Regions from separate parts of the Muntiacus reevesi genome. Here regions 1 and 3 are each linked to region 2. The links are chromatin contacts, called in public Hi-C maps. All regions are on one chromosome and are shown on one strand. Each heading gives the region's core, a stretch centred on a gene start, on an enhancer-like site or on the middle of the called end of the contact. The rest is flanking DNA. Distances are from core to core; before and after follow the strand shown. Region 1 holds the start of USO1 (USO1 vesicle transport factor). Region 2 holds the start of RCHY1 (ring finger and CHY zinc finger domain containing 1). Region 3 holds the start of G3BP2 (G3BP stress granule assembly factor 2).

Region 1 (3,690 bases), core at 887-3,386, 200 kb after region 2:
AATAGACACCCATGAGCCCCACTCCATCTCAGAGCTTTACCCCTAGAGGTGAGAAGAGGCTCAGGGAGGGGGTGAGATCTAAGGATTAGATGAAGCTCTTTGCAGATATTACTTGGTAATAAAAATGCTGAGCATTTATTGGTTACTTTTTTTAGGCTGCAAGGAAATGCCCTGGTGGAAAATGTCTAAAGCAAACTGTCAAGTGTCCAGTTTTAACACAGAGGACAATGCTTAGTGTACAATATTTTTGGCAGTATGATCCCCACTGTTCTTCAACTCACATAAGCTTAAAACCTTGGCACTTGGAAAGGGAACTGCACCATAGTCTTTGTGGTATGTATTATCTGCGATCCCACCTTACAGATGAAAAAAAGGACCTTCCTCCTCATCGTTATATTTGTATATCCTTTAATGTTTTCTTCGTGTATCTATCAATATCACCTTTTATGGGAGAATGCTAAGCCACAGAGATAGAAAAATGAAAAACACAGTCTGCCATTAACAGCCTGGCTCAGTGGGCATTTATTGAGAGCTTCCCACATATCAACAACTGCAAAGGAATAGCATATACACATGTATCTAGATTTCAGGAAGAGCTTTCTGAAGATACCAAAGTTAAATTTTAAGAAACTAGCAGGAGTTTCCTTGATGAAGTGGAGGGAGGGGAAGGACATACCCAGGCATATATCCAGAGTATGTGGGGGAGGCAGGAGCTGAAAAAACAGGCAAGAGCCAGAACATAACAGGCCTATACATCAAGCTAAGGAGTTTGGATTTTATTTTGGGGTGAATGGGCGACAACCGGAGGATTTTCAGAAGAGGACTAACATGGACAGATGTTTTGTCATTGTCAGGCTCACCCAAGAGTGGACTTGCGTGACTGAAAGAAACCCAAGGCTTAAATGCTGACAAACTAGTTAGGAAGCTATTGTCCGTAATCTTGGTGAAAAATGACGAGAACATAAACTATGTCAGAGGCAGAGAGCATGGAGAGCAGAGACCTATTTGAGAAGTAGTCTATAAATAGGCATGACAGGATTTGACTACTGGACCTGTGGGGGTGAAATCCAGAGTTTCAGATTCCTCCCAGCTTCCTCCTTCCAGCTTTGGCAATTATTTGGCTAGCGGTACTAATGAGTGTGGCCGGGCACATGAACGGAGCATACTGGTTTTTTTGTTTTTTTTTTTTAAGGAAGGCTGGGGAGTTTGAGACCTGTGGGGCTTCCAACGGGAGAGGTGTATGAATCAGTTATAACTAGACTCTGCGCTTTTACGTTCAAGACACTGACAAGACCACTCCATAGCATGTGTATCTGGCACTCTCATTTCGAAAAGAAACAAGGCATACGGATTTGAAAAACGAATATTTTTCATGCTAACCGTCCCCCGCCACACATATACGCTGAAAATGTAGTTTAGTGTTAATAACAAAACATCATGTTCCCTGCTGTCAAACTGACACTGCAGATCAACGTATTTTCTCTGGTAAGCCAAATGCAGGGTTGGCTTGGTTTCCTCCTCACACCCCTAGAAAATAGCGGTGTACCTGGTGTTTAGATCCAGGAATTCCTTTTGGCAGGTTGGAAGAGCAAAAGCTGAGAAATGCGCCCTCCCGTGGCAATGGAATGAGGGGGCTCAAGTACCCTTTTTTCCACCAAACAAAGCCCTGTAAAGAAATGCAATTTGTGGGGATGAGAAGGCCACAAGCTCGTACTGGTATACCGCAAAACCAAATGAACCCTCTCAAAGGCCGGGACCCCTTACCTGTCACGTCGGCCGAAGGAAAATTTCACTTTCGACTCAACAAAATACGACCCCAGACTTGACAGCTTGCAGTAAGTCCCGCCCGGCAACAATTAAACACCTTGCAAGCCAAAATGCGTACACAATCCGTAAGGTCCCCTGCCGGCAGGGCCGGGCTCGGACCACGTGGGTGGTTGGGGCCAGCAGGAGGCACCAGCCGAAGGCGGGAGTGGGAGGCGTGTTCTTACGGGGGAGGGCGGAGCCTGCGCAGTGGGCGGGGCTTGGGAGGACCCGGGCTACCAGCCTCCTCTCGCCTACTTTCCCCCTTTGCCTTCGCCCTTCGAGCCGCCACGTAACGCCACGTCCCCGCGCATGCGCATCTCAACTGGTGGCGGACGCTGTTTCCGGGCTTAGGGGGCTGGAGCGGCCGCCGAGTAGGCTGTGGCGGTGGCGGCCGGGGAGTGCAAAGTGCAGGCTTGGGGGTCAGGCCCTGCGGAGGACAGGGGAAGTTATCTCTTCTTTCCCGAAAAGGCGGGTAGAGCCCGTGGCTGAGCGGCAAGATGAATTTCCTCCGCGGGGTTATGGGGGGTCAGAGTGCCGGACCCCAGCACACAGAAGCCGAGACGGTGAGAGGAGCGGCGGGTCCGGGACTTGGGAAGGGTCCGGGCAGAAACCGGGACGGAGGACATGGGGGCCCGGAGGTTCCCCCCCGTGCGTCACCGTGGGCCGGGAGTCTACATGCCGCCTCCCCTTTGGCCCCCGTGCCTCTCTTCCTCTCCTGAAACCCGCAAGTTATTCCCTCACACCCGCAGCGCAGCCCCCAGCGCGGCGGCTTGGCCCTGCTGACAGCAGGCGCGCCCCGAAGCCCCGCAGGCCGCTTGGTGGTGGTCCGCGGTGGTACCGCCGGGAAAGTCATCCATCCTGGGCAGAAGTGGTCCGACCTGCCTCCCACGCCCTTCGGGGCCGCGGGCCTGTCCCTCCCGTTTCGCCAGTGTCTTCACTGGCGGTGATTAACCCAAAGTCCACCTCCCTCGCAGTCTGGAATGGGGCTTTGAGGAAGACTGCAGGAAGGTTTAAAACCCAGCAGTTGACCAGAACAAGTGGCTAAGAATAATACGATAGTTTGGGTCACAAAACCACCTGCCCCTGCCCCGTCAACTGGAGGCCGGTCGTTCTTCAAGGTGTTACTAGTTCGGACCCCGTTTTTCAGCCTCACCCACTATTTGGGAAATACTCGCTTGGACGTTGTGGTGATCTTTCGCGCTCAAAATGCTTTGGGAACAGGCGTCCCTTCCATTCTCCCCATTCAGAAGTCTGAACTCGTGGTAACGGGATTTGCAGCGTCACTTTAAAAAAATTGTTAGCTACTCAACATAGTTTTTGTTAAGTTGGTTCGATTTTAGGTTTAGGATAAACCTCAAAGTTTGGTTCGTGTCTGTTAGGAATAAGTGTATGACCTTTTTTTTTTTTTTAACTTGATTTGAGAGTAATTTTAGGTCTACAAAAAAGTGACAAAGTATGACATTGTAAAAGTAAACTGGTTAGTATTCGTATAGCTACTGAGTTGTCTATGAACGTTGATCCTATGTTCTGTGTTACGAGGATCCTGAAGGTTCAATAATAGCTTTCATCGGTCAGGCTCTTACTGTGTTCTTTGTAGTTTACATTCTCAGTCTCCTTAGATCCCCAACCACCTTGCAGGATAGGTGATAGTATCCTCACTTTACAAATGAAAACTTGAGGCTTAAAGAGGTGAAGTCACTTGACCTAAGTCACACTGCTAGTAATGGAGCCAGGATTCAACCAAAGCTTGCCTTACATCAAAGCCTAGGCGTTATTGCTGATGTGTGTATTTTAATACATATCTGGGAATTTTGGAAATTTATGTAATTATAAAATTAATGTCATCTGAGTTAGAACTGTTTAAAGCAGAAGCTGAAAGCTGGT
Region 2 (3,864 bases), core at 731-3,230:
TTTCATACAGAGCTAAAGTTTTATTTGCAAAATTCTTGATTAAATTTTTAAAACCACCTTAGTACACATTTTTTTAAAAAATTGAAATAAGTAATAAAATCTTACACGCTGAATTTTTTCACAGTTTATGCACTGCACTTCCTTTACTTTAAAGCGATCTAGCTGATGATCTTCATTGTTGTCATGACACAATCGGCAAGTATAAAGCTTGTCACAGCAAGGTGCCTAATCCCCAGGTGAGGGAAAAAAAAAGGTACAAGAAGCAAGACAAGGCAAGTTTGAAATAATGCAAAAAGAAATTTCTTTCCTTCTCCTCCTCCTGGAACAAGGTCAAAGACTACAACCAATGGATCATTTGGTATGCTGATAACTATACATAACATTTCACTGTTTTCCCATCAACATCTAGGTCTCTACCAAGTTGAACACAACCTTTTTGCAGTTCAAAACAGAAGAATTATGAAAGATGGCCACCACTAAACTGAAAAGTTAATCCCACAATACCCTAAACTCATTCTCAGCATTAAGTGGCAGGCAGGCAATTTCTACTTAAGACATTCCAGATAAATTCATTTACCAACTTTAACGCTGAAGAATTAAATACTATAATGATTATATTTTAGTCCACCTAAGCTTACCACACATCAACTCTTGTGTCTTAAAGTTTGGAGGACACAATAAACGTAAAAAACAGTCCTTGTTTTCAAGACTGGCAAAGACTGCAAGTTGTTCAAGACAAGAAAGTCGACTCTCTCCTTCCTGGACACACGACTGCCCAGCTACACTACTGTTTCCTTGCTGTTACTTGTGGCCAAATGACTTAAATTCTTAGCAACAGAATATGCACAGAATAAAATCAGTGCCTCTCCTGGGCCTACTAGGCATGCCTCTTCCCCCAAGCTCCCTTCTCCCTTTCCACCAGATGAAACGTGGACATGGCTGCAACCCAGCTGATGACTATATGCCCTAAAACATGATTAACAACACAATACAGAACATTTGTAAAAGGAGTGGTCATGTGAAACTGCCTCGTTACCAAACCAGATCATTCATTCACCTTGAATTGTGAGGTGAGGAGAAATAAACTTTTTATTCTTTAACTCACATTACTACTGGGTCTTTTTGTTACAGCAACTTAGCTTTACCCTAACTAGTACATCAAAATGCCTCTAGGCCAGTAAGCTAACCTTATATTATACTTTCCAGTACACTGTGATCTTTAAGATCCAGTCATTTCTGAAGACTTCCTATGCCATGACTTACCATAACACAGTTCATTCCTTCCGCTTACGTTTTTTGCCTGGTAGGCTTAGGCATACTCACGCTAAAATGAAGCTGGCAAGCTGTAAAACTTATTTAATTACTACAGGAGATGAAAGCGTATTCCGAGTCTCCACTCGCTTACCCGCCTTCCATTATTTCATCACACACCTGAAAGTGATCCTGGGAAAAGCCAGCACAGGCCCGGGGCTGCCTCTGTCTACTTCCAGCACCAAAAGACTAAATAAATGAACCCCCGGATAAGGTAACCGATGTGCAAGGCCAGGTTTTTGCCAAGCAAAACTTTGCTTGCAAACTACAACACAAAGGTAGGGCCAGTGGTCGCCTTGACAAAACACGCTCTTTACGGCAAGAAGCCAGTCAGAGGTGAAGTTATCCTGACAACAGCTTAGCCCGACAACAAACTTAAGCCCAAACTACACCTCCCGGCCCACTCCACCCCCAACCCGGCGGAAGCTCTTAAGAGCCCAGTGAAATCGTCACCTTCAGGAGACATCCCCTGTCATAGTGCTCGCAGCCCCGCCGCGTTTGGACTTGCCCGCGGTCGCCATCTTCCCGCGCCGCGGACGCCATCGCCTCCACCTCCCCTCCAACTCCACAACCCCTTCCCCCAGGCCAAAAGCTACGCCCAGAGAAGCAGCGCCGCTCTAGCCCACCCTGTCCCAGGTGCTGCGGCCCCCGGAGCCAAGATGGCGGCAGGGCACGTGACCCGGGGCAGCCGGATTTCCGGCACCCGGGACGACGGGGCGGAAGCGAAAGGAGGTGCAGTCTCCGTTGTCGTCGTTAGTTGCTGCCTTCACCGCTAACGGTAATAATTCTTAGGTTGCCTCCCCTTTTCCCCCCATCGCTACCCGCCCACACCCTGGGGGCGGTTCGGGGCGAGGAGGACCGCAGCGGCGCGGAGACGTCCGGTGGCCTCTGAGGAAGGGCCGCAGCGACACCTGTGACAGGGCGGCCCCTCCCTCCCCCGGCAACGGCCGTAGCCTCGAGAAAGGGGCGGAGCTCCTGCCCGGCCTCCAGGCTGAGAGCGCGCGGCGACGGCCGAGCAGCCAGCGGCTCGTCAGCCGCCCGAATGCCTTTTTGTCCCCCTTTTCGTTACTTCCTCTTCATTCCTTCAGTAGTATATTAACACTTACTATGTGCCAGTCACCAGCTACGCCATGGGAACGAAAGTGACCAAAAACAGTTCTGGGAACTCAGACTGGTGAAGGAGAAAGGGTCCACAGACACCCTGAAATAAATGTAGGTTTACAGCTTGGAGAAGTGCTAGGAAGGGGAAGTGTGTGTTCGCTGAGAGCTAATACTAGAGGGAATCTGACTTAATCGGGTGTCAAGGAATGTTTCCCTGAGGAAGCAACGCTTGGGCTGAGAGCGCAGAAGGAGCGTTCTGGGAGGCGTCAGGGTGCCAGGATCTGGTGACAGAGGGAACGCGTGCCTGTAAGAAGCGGTGGGAGGGAAATGTGCCCACCCCCGAAACTGACCGAAGGCCTAGCTGAATATGACCTGCCTTGTTAAAGAGCCAAACCCCTAGAAAATGTTATGAGCAGAGCTGCGGGTTTTGAAAGAAAATATTTGCCTTTGGCTTTCTAACCTCATGTAATGTTACGTGGAACGTTCTGGGAAAGGTAAATATGTGCCCCTTAGCTTTGAAGTTACTGACGCTTGCCCCCTTAATTTTCTTTCAGTTCTGGGATGAGTTGCTGAAACCATGGTGAAATGTTGCTCGGCCGTTGGATGTGCCTCTCGCTGTTTACCGAATTCCAAGTTAAAAGGACTGACATTTCACGTGTAAGAGTCAGCTGTAGTTAAGCTAAGTACTTTTGACTGTTAAAAGAAGCAAAAGACAGGTCTACTTAAATCTTTAATTTTGCAACCAGTTGCTCTACCCCTGAGCTGTATACCTCCTAGATCTTCGATTTTGAACTTTAGTTAACTTCTTTTTTAATAACCTTTTTAGTTGAATTTGAAGTGACAATAATAATTTTACGTTTTTATAATTAGTTCAGAAGCTTAAGATACCTGCAAAGGTATCACAGACTGATTAACAAAAATATCATCAAACCTTTTTGCTAATAGTACTATTTTGTATTTTAACATACCTTCAAAGAAATTGTGTTGTTTACATAGTTTACAATCCAAATGAAGGATCTTTGCTCAAATATATTTTGTCCTTTAGAAATAAATCAAGCTTATGTTTATATTGATGTTTAAAAATAGATCAGGCTTATGTTACAGAGAAAAAGGTATAAATTACAATTTCAGACCAAGTTTAGCTGTATTGCAGATAAATTAAGATGGTCCTAATTTAGTATTTTAGTCATTCTTCTGACAGTATAGGAAAGAAGGAGCAATAAAGTTTAATAATTATTCATGTGCTGAGGTTTTATTTTGTTGCTTTTGTGCCAGGCATTATGCTATGTGCCAGAGAAAGCACCTGCTAACTACTTTGCTAAGTATAAGGAAATAAAAAATGAACACATGTACCCCACTTTATTCCAAAAAGGACTTGAACCAGCTTGGAAAATTGGAAAAGATATGGCTATTAACCTCCAGATCTCAAAATCGTTCTGATCTCCAAAATTC
Region 3 (3,995 bases), core at 1,083-3,582, 150 kb after region 2:
TAAGTTCAGGAACAACCCTCTAGTTTGTAATTATCAAAATCAGCCTTGAAAAGGGGTCATTCCTCACCTCCATACACACTCAGTATAAAATATGTGGGGATAAGTCTTATTTAAAGCAAACAAGTAAAGAATTTTCAATCCTGATAATGGGCAATCAACAGCAATAATCTTCAGGACAAGGAATCTGACTGTTAACCTACTGGTATTTATATATTTTCAGTAACTGATAGGGACATTTTCATTAAGTGAACTGTGGATAATGAAAATAACCTACTACCAACAATGCCAATACTATTCAATCTCAAGAGCTGTCTGGTAGCAATTCTCCTCACCTACTAACTAAACACTCACTCGACTACCAAATTAAAGACATTTACTTCTCCTCCCATTTTTGATCCCCATCCACCCCACAAACATTCTGGTTCTTTCCTCTTGCTACTTATTGACAAATATTTCAACCCCTGAATATTCAACAACTTGAACTATAATATCTACTAAATAGAAAGAAATCCATTTGAGGTCCTGATCCTCCCTTCAATTCCTTGCTAACTTTTCAGAATTAAACAGCCTCAAGAGATGAAATCATAACACATGTTTACTCATAGCTAATCCTAAATATTTAACGGGAAAATAATATCACCAAAGAAACAACACATTTCAGTTTAAACGAATCATACCGTCTATTTTCTGAGACCAGGAATTTTGGACCTCAAAAGGACCACTGAATACTAAGAGGGCCAAATGTTTACTCTGAAACTTTGTTCACATGCCTAAGGCTATATTAACTGCCAAATATGGAGCTAAACAAGGAATTTCCATTTTCTTCCCCTCTAATATAGGAGGCTCCCCAAACTGCAGTTAATGTTTCACGGATCCAGGTATATGCAATGCTAACATTTGAGAGTCCAGCACGAGGTGCTAAAGTCAGTATTTCCACATAAGTTATTGTCACAGCAATCATACGGCGGGCAAGACGGAATAACTTTGCTATTATTCCAGCTTCGGTGCACTTGTGTGGTTTTGTTTTTATTTGATTTTTAAGACAGCAAAGGCACTGACTCTCTCCCTCCCCCCCCCCCCCAAAAAAAATTCTGTTAAGAAATTAGGCATACCTTGGAGGGGAAAAAAAAATTGATCTATGCGGGAAATTGTAGCTGCAATCTACACTCGCCCCAGAGCGGCACAGGGCCATCTTAAAAAATCTGCCTTTATAGAGATGCAGGTAAAATTCGATCGGATTCAATTAACAAAAATAACACAACCTAGGGACGCTATGTTCCTCTCCTTGACTATCCTTCCCACTCTCCCCAAGAAAGAGATGGGAGAAAAGAAATAAACCCCCTCTCCAGAGCACGCAAACACCTCTTCTATTCCTGAGTCAGTAAGAGATCGCCTGCATAAAAGGGCACGGAGAAGGAGCACGTTATATATAGCCCGGGTTTCAGAACTCTCTCGGGATAAAACAGAGGGGGGTCAGAGACCGCGGAACACCAGGTACTGGGGTAAGCAAAGCGGCGGCTGCCTTCAGACCCGGATTCTGTTTCCGTGCAGAGAAATGGTGCCCGGAGGCCGCTACTTTCGCATCTGCGTCGCTTCTGCCTCCGCCGACACAGCCTCTTTTCCCCTCCCCCACGGGCGGGGCGGCAGCGGCGGCCTCCCCGTTCCCGGGGAACCGGGAGTAAGAGCCGCAAGAGTCGGGGACGAGAGTGGGGGGCTCCGCACCCGAAAACATCCTCTCCGGCAAGCCCACTCTCCCTCGTCCCGTCCGAAGCCTCCATCAGCGTGCCTTTGGGAGCCGCTGCGTCCCCTTATCCAGCTCGCCACCTCATCCCCAACCAACCCCGGCCCCACCTGTGCCCTCGGAGCCCTCCGTCCGCAAGACGCGCGCCGGTCACCTCCCTGCCCACGCGGCCTCCCATCCCTCACCTGAGAGGAAAGGCTCGGCTTCTCTCACGCACACACCAGCAGCGTAGGCAGCCGGCAAGAACAATGTCTCTCTCGGCCTCCACACCTCCGACACCGGGGCTCACGCACAGAACGGTTGCCGCGAGCCGCGGCGGGCGACGGGAATGTCCCCTTCCGACCACCACACCGGCCGCCCTTCCCGGCCCCCGTACACACCTCCAACCAACAGCGGCGGCGGGTACGTCGCGCGGAGGTCAGCGGGAGAGTCGCCGAGGACCGGCTGCAGCGGGTTTTTCTCACTCGCCGCCCCCTCCCTCTGACAAATCTCAAGTCAAGGAAGCCGGAGAGCCGAGAGCTGGTTCTCCTCACAACCACCTCTTCCCGGGCACCAGGCGCTGCGGCGAGCGACAAGGAACACGGACGTCCCGCCCCCTTTGCCGCCGCCCCCTCTTATTGTTTTACCCCTGCCGAAAGGGCTGGGGAACCCCCCAGCACGGCTTCAGCCAATCACGCATCTCCTCCGCGAGCTGGACCCAGCCTTCTCGCGTCCCTCTGCGGAGCACGCGCAGAACGCCGCCGCGCTCACGTACTCTCGCGCCCGGAAAGCCGGGGAACCGGAACCGGCCTGAAGCCGGGGCGAGAGTCCGCTGATTTGACGTCACAAGGAGGCAGCCTTTCTCCGGCCCAAGGCTCGGGCCTCGTCGCCCTTCGAGATCGCGGCGTAAGAGGAGCCGGGTGGCTGCAGCGCGGTGCCTTTTGCGCTGTGCCCTTTGGGGGACTGATTTTTCTGGTCCGTTTATATAATTAAGGGGGAGAAAATGTAGTGATTCTTCTTCCTGAACTAGGTATCTGCAGGTTGCTGCTCTAGACGAGCGTAAAATGCAGTCAGTGGCTTTAGCTGCTTGCAGCTAAACTCACTCTAGGAAATGGAGGTTTTTAAGCTCCACCGAGAAGGGCACATCCGTTCAAACAGGTTTAACGCAACATACATTATAGGGCCTACTGCGTTCTAGGTACTGGGATGTAGAAAAAATACGACGTGGCCTCCACGGGGGGCGGGGGGGGGGGGTTTCTATTTCTTTGTGTGCCTGTTCAGTGTTCAGGCGTTGCTAACTACATGCTAAGCATTTTATATGCCAAAGCAGCTAAAAGGGTGAAATCCCAGGAGATACCAGGATTACAGCCCTGTCCTAGATCTAGGCTCAGACTTGGCTCCGGGGGCATAGCTGAGAAAACACTAGACACTGACTCTCATGACCTTGATTCATGGAAAAAGCCAAATCTGCTTACAGTCAAGGAAGCCACTTTGCACCTTAGTTCTGGCAATGTTTCTCAGGGACTATCAAGACAGCTGAGGAATTTTGGAAAGGAGGAGCTGAGGAAATGGTGAAAGAAATAAAAGACAATTAGGAAATGCCCATATACCAGAAAAAAAGTAGGCATACACATTTCAGCAGTTTTCTTCACAATCCTATTAAAGCAATTTAAAGGTTTTTTTCACGTGTGAAAACAGGTTTACGGAGCAGTGCCAACATTTGAACCTCCAAAATCTACACTTTCAGGTTGCTCATTTTGTTATATGCAAAATATATGGGCTGTCACTTTTATGAAGTGAACTTTGACATGTTTTTCTGTAAAGTAGCATAATACATTAAATGCAGATTGTCCTTCATATTTAATACTTATGTACCAGCCACTCATCTACTTTAATTATTTAATCCTCACAATAACCCTATAAAGTAGTTACCATTTTTATGCCCATTTAACACATGAAGAAACTGAGGCTTAGGGAGGTCAAGTAACTTGCCCAAGGCCATAACAGCTGCTACTCTGGTGGAGCTGGGATTCAAACACAAGCAGTCTGTCTGCCTTTTATGTACACTCCATGGCATGCCCTTTACCACAAGCTATTAAATATTCTCATTGTGTTAACTGTACCAACCTTTCTATTGATTGACATTTCTGTTTCCAGTTTGAAGCTCTTATGCACAATACTGTTATTCCTCATGTGCTCAGTTGCCAAGTTGTTTCCAACTCTTTACAATCCCAAGGGCTGTAGCCCACCAGGCTCCTCTGTCCATGGGACTTTC

The links. Hi-C and Micro-C count contacts between places; a contact is called where the count stands out from the background.
Region 1: a contact with region 2 is called in a Hi-C map of muscle, with 4 times the contacts expected there. The contact joins the promoter of USO1 here to the promoter of RCHY1 in region 2. A contact is called at or near these places in 2 of 3 Hi-C or Micro-C datasets (blood and muscle).
Region 3: a contact with region 2 is called in a Hi-C map of muscle, with 4 times the contacts expected there. The contact joins the promoter of G3BP2 here to the promoter of RCHY1 in region 2. A contact is called at or near these places in 2 of 3 Hi-C or Micro-C datasets (blood and muscle).

What each region holds. Positions count from the first base shown.
Region 1 is chr22:25,351,671-25,355,360 of mMunRee1.1, reverse strand. USO1 (USO1 vesicle transport factor) reads left to right here and starts at 2,136. Exons shown (of 24, transcript XM_065914721.1): 1 at 2,136-2,369. The coding sequence starts at 2,304.
Region 2 is chr22:25,548,330-25,552,193 of mMunRee1.1, reverse strand. RCHY1 (ring finger and CHY zinc finger domain containing 1) reads right to left here and starts at 1,980. Exons shown (of 9, transcript XM_065914694.1): 1 at 1,765-1,980; 2 at 106-225. The coding sequence starts at 1,854. It overlaps THAP6 (THAP domain containing 6), which reads left to right and starts at 2,011. Exons shown (of 4, transcript XM_065914693.1): 1 at 2,011-2,089; 2 at 2,967-3,069. The coding sequence starts at 2,990.
Region 3 is chr22:25,401,755-25,405,749 of mMunRee1.1, reverse strand. G3BP2 (G3BP stress granule assembly factor 2) reads right to left here and starts at 2,332. Exons shown (of 11, transcript XM_065913951.1): 1 at 2,122-2,332.